Linked DNA regions of Mus musculus: region 1 is linked to region 2. Evidence: chromatin contacts called from public HiChIP or PLAC-seq data. All regions are on one chromosome and are shown on one strand. Each heading gives the region's core, a stretch centred on a gene start, on an enhancer-like site or on the middle of the called end of the contact. The rest is flanking DNA. Distances are from core to core; before and after follow the strand shown. Region 1 holds the start of 4930429F24Rik (RIKEN cDNA 4930429F24 gene). Region 2 holds the start of Lrrc1 (leucine rich repeat containing 1).

Region 1 (3,480 bases), core at 372-2,871, 2.2 Mb before region 2:
ACCATCAGATCACTGCTCCTGCAACAACAGCAACAAAGCTTTAAAGCAAACTAAGGTGTCTTGCAGCATCCTGGAGAGGTCCCAGAAACTTGTGGATACAACCTCAGGTGCTCAAATCTCTTATACAAAATGCAGCTCTTGTAAATGACCTATGTATCTCCCCCACACCCTTCAAACTGTCTCCTGATTATATTATTTATACTGCTTAGTACAATGGAAATAACCACTTAAAAGATAATGATGAGAAATTGTCTCCGTGTTTACTAGCTCAGAAGCAATTTTTTCCCCTGAATATTTTCAATTGTATGTTGAAGGTTCAGTTGTAGCACTATTTAAACCGAGTTCTAGAGTAGAAATAAAGGAACTAACACATCTAACTGTGATAATCTAAACAGGAGTGGGGAAAAAGAAAGAAAAAGGACTCCATGATTATCCCCAACACTGTGATGAACATTTTACCCAACAGAACGTTTAAGACAACAGGCTAAGCCTCTCTATGACAGACTCTTTTCCATTTGAATGGGGTTGAAGGTAAACTTAGGCTGCTAAAGCAAGATACAAACCTAAGGATTCTAGAGGCCTTAAGAATTTGAGATCAGCTAGGCTGTGGTGGCCCAGGCCTTTAATTACAACACCCAGGAGGCAAGAGGATTTATACAAGTTTGAGGGGAGCCTGGTCTACACAGAGAAACCCTGTCTGGAAAACCCGGGGCCGGGAAATCCAAGATCACAGAAGAACATACTGGAGCAAGTCAAAACTGTAGACAAAGACTTTTTAAAAGTAGGTACTGTCAGATAGTCTGGATTTCAAACACAATTTCAAAATGTAGATGCTATATAATCATTTTTTTTGTAAATTTGCAAAATTACACACTTATAAAAGAAAATTTGTAAAATATAGAAAAGAAAAAATCCTGCCTACAGTCAATCAATGGAGGTTAGCATCTTACGCTTTATAGTTGAATTCTACACTTTGTATTCTCTGTACTGCTTTGGTGTCTTTGAGTTACTAATTATTGTTTATTTATTGAGACAGGTTCTCTATGGATTTCCTGCTGGCCTCTTAAGTAGCTCAGACTGGCCTTGTAATTTCAATTACTCTGCCTTTACCTTTCAAGGGCTGACATTACACATAGTCTCAACGAGAATTTCCTTGGCAGGTTAAAACTAATACCCCTTTTTAAACAAGTGGTATTATGTTCTGGTTTTTGATTACCAAGTTTAAAAAAAAAGAATCACTGTCATGTTTTACAATAACCTTCCCAAACCAATGTGAAGTAGACAGAAAAATAAATGAAAATCGATCAGAAGCGAGGGATTAGGGCTAAACTAGGTTGCATCATCATCATCATCATCATTATTATTATTATTATATCAAATGGGTCGCATGTTATACCTCACTTAAATTCATAGAGGCACACTGAGTGGCGAGTTAAAATTCAATAGGGATCTGCATCCTTTTAAACATGTGGACTCCAGGACGCTACAACTCCCTTCAGAAGAGGCGTAGGCGTCATAAGAAAAGTCAACCCGGCGCCGAAATTACAGGTAGCCCAGGTCACCGAGTCCGACCTGACGGCTCCAGAAGTCTCCATGATAACCACAACAGGAAGTGTGCGCCAACAGAAGCGTCCTCCCGGGGAAGCGAAGACGCTACCGTCCTAGTGCGCAGACGTCGCTCCGGGCCGCGCATGCGCTCACGTAGCCGCGCGCCCGGCCTAAAGCCCTCACTTTGTCGTCACAGGGCAGATGATCAGGGTGCGTCCGTCTTTTTCCTCCCCCTTCCATCCTCCTCCCCCTCCCCTCCCCTCGTCCCTCAATCATCTCCCCATTTCCTCTCTCTCCCTCCCTGGGGCGTCTCCTAAAGACGCCCGCTTCCGGTCAGCGGCCGGCCGCAGAAGCGTGTCCCGCCTCTTCCGCCTCCCCGGTGGCGGCGCGGGTGGCGGAGGCGGTAGCGGCAGCGGTGACTGCGCGTCTCCTGTCAGGGTCGGCGGCACGCAAGTCCCCTGGGCGGCCCAGCTGGACGTGGCCGAGCCGAAGCCCGGGGGCCGATGGCGATGAACTATAGCGCGAAGGATGAGGTGGACGGCGGGCCCGCGGGTCCTCCCGGGGGCGCCGCCAAGACCCGGAGGCCGGATAACACGGCCTTCAAACAGCAACGGCTACCCGCCTGGCAGCCCATCCTCACGGCCGGCACGGTGCTGCCCACCTTCTTCATCATCGGCCTCATCTTCATCCCCATCGGCATCGGCATCTTCGTCACCTCCAACAACATCCGTGAGATCGAGGTGAGGGAGGGGCGTGGCAGTGATCCCCCGGCTCCCAGAAGGTGACAGGCGGGCCCCGCCCTCTGGTGCCTTCTCGGTTTCTTCTGTGGCTTTTCTGAGTTTGCAGTTTTGTGGGCTCGCTTCCTTTGGCTCTCGGTTTACCTGGCTGGAAATGGAATGAATACAGCTAGAATGTCGGGTGGACGAGACTTTTTTTGGAGGCGCTTTGCGTGGGTTTCCGAGAGGTAGAGTGAATGTCTTTTAGGAGGAGATAAGAGGAAAAAGAGTTAGATTTACGTGTTTAACTCTGAGGCAACTCACAGGGGCAGACTGTTGTTATTTGGGCGGGGGTTATTCTGGGACACAGAGATTAACAAATTGGTTGGGTGTAGGACCCGGAGTCAATAAAGGTATTGATTCTTCTGTGAAGAAATTAAGTCATACAGAGCGCACACAAGTAACTTTGATTTTGAGCTAATTAGATATTTTTAGTTGTTGGCCACGATATAGTTAAAGGCATGAAACTTCAGTTCTGGTTTGTTTTTAGGCGGTATTCATTTCTAATTATGCCCCACAGTGGTCCTAATTCCTCCTGCTTGATTTTTAAAATATGCATATCAATGATTCCACACGAAATAAGTTGGAAACTAGCTATAAACGATTTCACTGGCATTACTTTTTTTTTTTTGGAATATCCTACTTAGATGTGATAGAAACACTCTACTGAGGGAAACATTTTGATTTGTGTTGGTGCAGTAATCACTGCATTTTTATCCGTCCGCATCAGTAAAGATGGGTTTATAGCAGGATGTGAGTACTGTGTGGCGGACAGTATTGGACGTCCACAAGTCCTCCATCAAATTAAGGGAGTTTTCATCTGTTTGAACTGGCAAGATCGATGTTGAGTAACCTTGCTTTCTTCTGTTGTAAAGATATATTTTTGTGTACTTAATTTAAAAATAAATACTACATTTAATTGGACGTCCCCAGTCATTTTAGCTAGGGACTTTGGTGACTTTGTTCAGTTTACTAAAGTAAGCTGGTTTATATATATATATATATATATATATATATATATACATACATACACACACACACACATATATATATATATTTTAACTGCACAGTGCTTCAGTATTAATGACAGTAAGAATAGTATCTAGAGTGTATTTTAAAAATCTTTTATTAAATTTTATTTTGACTAGAGCAAGCT
Region 2 (3,777 bases), core at 1,114-3,613:
ATAAGAAAGCATGCTCACTAAAGCACAGAAAGAAAGTCAATAAGCAAGACTCCCCCGCCTCCCCCATCATCTCTTCTTCAGTTCCTACTTTGAGTTCCTGCCCTCGCTTACCCCAAGGGTAAGATTGTGATCCTGACATTCAAGCCAAATAATCCCTCATCTCCCAGTGGAGGTTAGTTGTTAACTTGACACAGGGTAGGGTCAATTAGGAGGAGTGAATCTCAATTGAGAAGATGTCTCCATCAGATGGACATACAGGCAAGTGTGTAAAGCAATTTCTTGATTAAAGATTAATTGGAAGGGCACAGCTCACTGTGGTTGGTACCTCCCATAGACTAGTCCTAGGTGCTATAAAGAAGTTGAACGAGCCAGTAAACAGTATTCCTCTATGACCTTTGCTTCAGTTCTTGCCTCCAGGTTCCCATCCTGCTTGAATTCCTGCTTTGGCTTCCCTGAAGGATGGTCTGTGATCTGGAAATGTACGCCAAACAAATCCTTTCCTCTCCAGGATGCTTTTTGTCATGGTATTTATCCCACCAGTAGGAAACTAACTAGAACACAGAGTAGCCGGGATTCAAATCTGATAGTTAAGTCATGTGGATTTCGGTAGTTTTCAGGATCTGCAAAGCAGGTAAGCTGTTCAGAAACCACAATGTTTTTAGACATAAGAAGAAACACGATCACAACACAGAGAAGAATAAGGAATGCTTATTCAGGTTGGAATCCTTAAAAGACCAGACATATGTTAAAAACATACTAATCATTTATTAAAACAACCTAGTGTATTTCTGAAAAACAAAACAAAACAAAATACAACAACATTAAACTGAGTAGCTCAGCTTTCTATAACTTAAAAAAAAAAAAACCAGCTGGAAAACCCACAAAGTTAGTGACGTATCTTCTTGGATGTCTCAATCAGGAATCAGAGTTTTTCATGGGAGGTGGCAGGACATGGGCTTTATACACACTTCTGGAATGCAAGAATGAAGGAGGAGTGGAGGCTCAAAGTCCGCCTCAAGAATGCAGGCACCAAGTCAGGTTAAAAAGTGAAGTCAGCATAGTGGCAGGAATTAGGTACTGGCTGTAACCATCAAGTCTAGGTGATAATCCTGAGGTAAAAACAGGTCAAATTTCCTCCTTCATCAATCAAGACAAGAGATCCTCCTGATAGAGACGAAACCTTTATGTATCTCTCCCCCTCTCCCCCTGGGCAAGTGCCCTGTGCAGTTAAAAATACTGAAGAGACAATGAAAAAAAGTTTCAGAGCAAACTCTGCCTTGGTTACTAAGCAAGCTCAATTTTCAATCTTCTGCATATTGTGATGTTGGTGACTCCAGATTTGAGCTGAGGGAGCATAAGGCTTCCTTTGCTGGGTGGGGAGTCAGAGAAGACTCTTAAAACAGTCTATTAGCTATTGTATTTGGCCTAAAACGGAGTCATCAACTGTTCATGTGGAGTGAGTTTGGTTAGTTTGTATCGTTGACTCTGAAAACAGAAGAAAAGGGGTTCAAATGTCTGGCTGTGGTAACGGGAACCTCTGAGGAGCAAAGGAAGAAATTTGGGGCTCCCCGCCCCAAACTACAGCGTGGGTTGCAATCTCCCCTTTGTAAGACGCAGGGTGCTGTTGAAGAAATACAGGAGCCAGCTATTGGAGGTTCATCTGCCTTCCTGCACCAGTGCTTTCTGTACCTCAGCCCAGGTTAGCCCCCAAAGCACATCTGGCTAAGGTGGAGCTAATGCTGAAGCGCACCTTTGCCATCTCCTTTCTTCTCGGAGCATCTTTTAGAAGATTTTTGAAGACGGACATCCATGCTTTTGTTGGCACCAGGAAGTTGGTGACACGTACATCTCAGATAAGTCCTGCTCACCAAAGATGCTCTCAGGTCGTAGGGCCTGCCAGCGAGTGTGCGCAGACACAGGGCACAAACGGGGGTTAGGAGGAGGGGGTGTCGGAAAGCCAGAACCGACTCCTTCATTACCCCGCGCTCAAGGTACTCGGCGGGGCGGTACTTCCTGACCCCGGAAGAGAAAGTTGTTTTGGGGAAGGGGAGCAAGAAAAAAAAAAGCACGGTGAGTAAAATGAAAACTCCGAAGTTGTTCTGCTCCTTCTGGCCTTCGGTCCCTGCCCTCCTTAGGAGCTTTTTGGGGCGCGGCTCCCTCCAGAATCGCACACTGTGCGACTCCCCGCGGAGGAGAGGACCGCAGGAGCACCGTCTCCCGACCCTCCCGGGAGCCGGGTCTCCAGGAAAACCCGGAGCGGAGCATCCCCGGCCGGGACACGCCCTCTGCGTGCCGCCGAGTGCGCATGCCCAGTGCGCGGCGGCCGCGAGTAGGAAGCGGAGCGCGGCGGAGGGGGCGGTGGGAGGGGACGCTCGCGACTGTGGCGAAGGCGCGGGACGCGGCGAGGGTTCCCGCGGCTTCCTCAGAACGTTCGGGACGGTGGAGTCCTTGCGAGGCGCGAGCGAGCTTGGAGCCAGCAACGAGCTTGGAGCGGGCGGCGGGCGGGGAGCAGCGGGGCGGCCGGGCGGAGCGGGCTCCGAGCCCCGGGCTCCGCGGCTCGGCGGGACACGGCTCTGGTGGTGGAGGCGGCGATGTTCCACTGCATTCCCCTGTGGCGGTGCAACCGTCATGTGGAGGCCATCGACAAGCGCCACTGCTCGCTGGTCTACGTCCCCGAGGAGATCTACCGCTATGCCCGCAGCCTGGAGGAGCTGCTGCTGGACGCCAACCAGCTCCGGGAGCTCCCCGAGGTGAGTGCCCGCCTCACCTGGCGCGGTGGCCGGGTCCGTGCGCTCCTCCGCTGACTGCTTCGCTCTGGGAGACTCTGGCCAGCGGGGTCCCACTACTGCCCTCAGCCCTCCCTGTGCCCCCCTCCCCTGCTTCCCGATTAAACCCATCCTCCAATAAAAGTTGTTTTTCATTTATACCGAAAGACTTGGTATTTAACAAGTAGTTACATGGCTAGTGGAGAAACGTTCTGGTCCACTAAGTGGCTTAGATCCACGTCTGGGAACTAATGCCGGTTAGGTGAGAAGCCAGGTAGCTCACACTGTTCCCAGCTGGGGGCGACCATGCGCCCCATCACGCCCCGGGGCGATCGGCTAGCAGCCAATTCTCCAGCTAGTGGCTTGGAGCTCCTCATTTTGGGCTAACGCAGGTCCCAGAGGATGTGGGGACCCAGCAGCGCGAAAGTAAGCTTTAGTATATCTTGGCATCTGTAAGGAATGTGCTCCGGGCCTTATCTCTGTGGGCTATGCCCTGGAGAGATGGCGCTTGGTCCGCTTCGGTAGCCCCGTGGCCGCATTGGGGTGCTGGGCAGGAGGAGAACTGCTGCAGGTGCCCAGGTTCCCGCCGCTGGTGCACTGCGTGCGTGGACCTGTTGCGTGGTTGGAACTGCGATGAACGTGTGTAGTGGCTCCCGCTGCGAGTCAGCCCTGCTTGCTGCCTTTCCGCCACCACAGAGCTTGCTTGGGTCTGTCCTATCACTAATGCCATATCTTTTCAGAGTTGTTTATGAAAATTAATCATCTGCCGCACCGAACTTGGCCTGTGACAGATACTGATTGTGCTTCTAGGCCCTGCTGGGGTTAGACGCTGAACTTTTAACCCTTGAATTTGCCTCGGGATTCTAGCTTTAACTGTTAAGGAGGACGCATCCTTTACCCAGGTGTAAGGAGGAAGTAAGCCAGTGGCAATCCAGAGGTGCAGGAAATGGAAGTCCGCTGGGAGGCCCGGAGAGAGCCTAAAGGCCCGAGCCTCGGAATGCAAGTACCTTGT

Evidence for each region. HiChIP or PLAC-seq counts read pairs in DNA pulled down with a chosen protein or histone mark.
Region 1: an H3K27ac HiChIP or PLAC-seq map of thymic regulatory T cells shows a contact between it and region 2, with 11 times the contacts expected there. The contact joins the promoter of 4930429F24Rik here to the promoter of Lrrc1 in region 2. A contact is called at or near these places in 1 of 484 Hi-C or Micro-C datasets (muscle stem cells) and 1 of 115 datasets of contacts at active chromatin or transcription factors (thymic regulatory T cells).

What each region holds. Positions count from the first base shown.
Region 1 is chr9:79,791,782-79,795,261 of GRCm38.p6, reverse strand. 4930429F24Rik (RIKEN cDNA 4930429F24 gene) reads right to left here and starts at 1,621. Exons shown (of 3, transcript NR_040734.1): 1 at 1,397-1,621. Tmem30a (transmembrane protein 30A) reads left to right here and starts at 1,832. Exons shown (of 7, transcript NM_133718.4): 1 at 1,832-2,288. The coding sequence starts at 2,052.
Region 2 is chr9:77,543,438-77,547,214 of GRCm38.p6, reverse strand. It overlaps Lrrc1 (leucine rich repeat containing 1), which reads left to right and starts at 2,363. Exons shown (of 14, transcript NM_001146048.1): 1 at 2,363-2,750. The coding sequence starts at 2,592.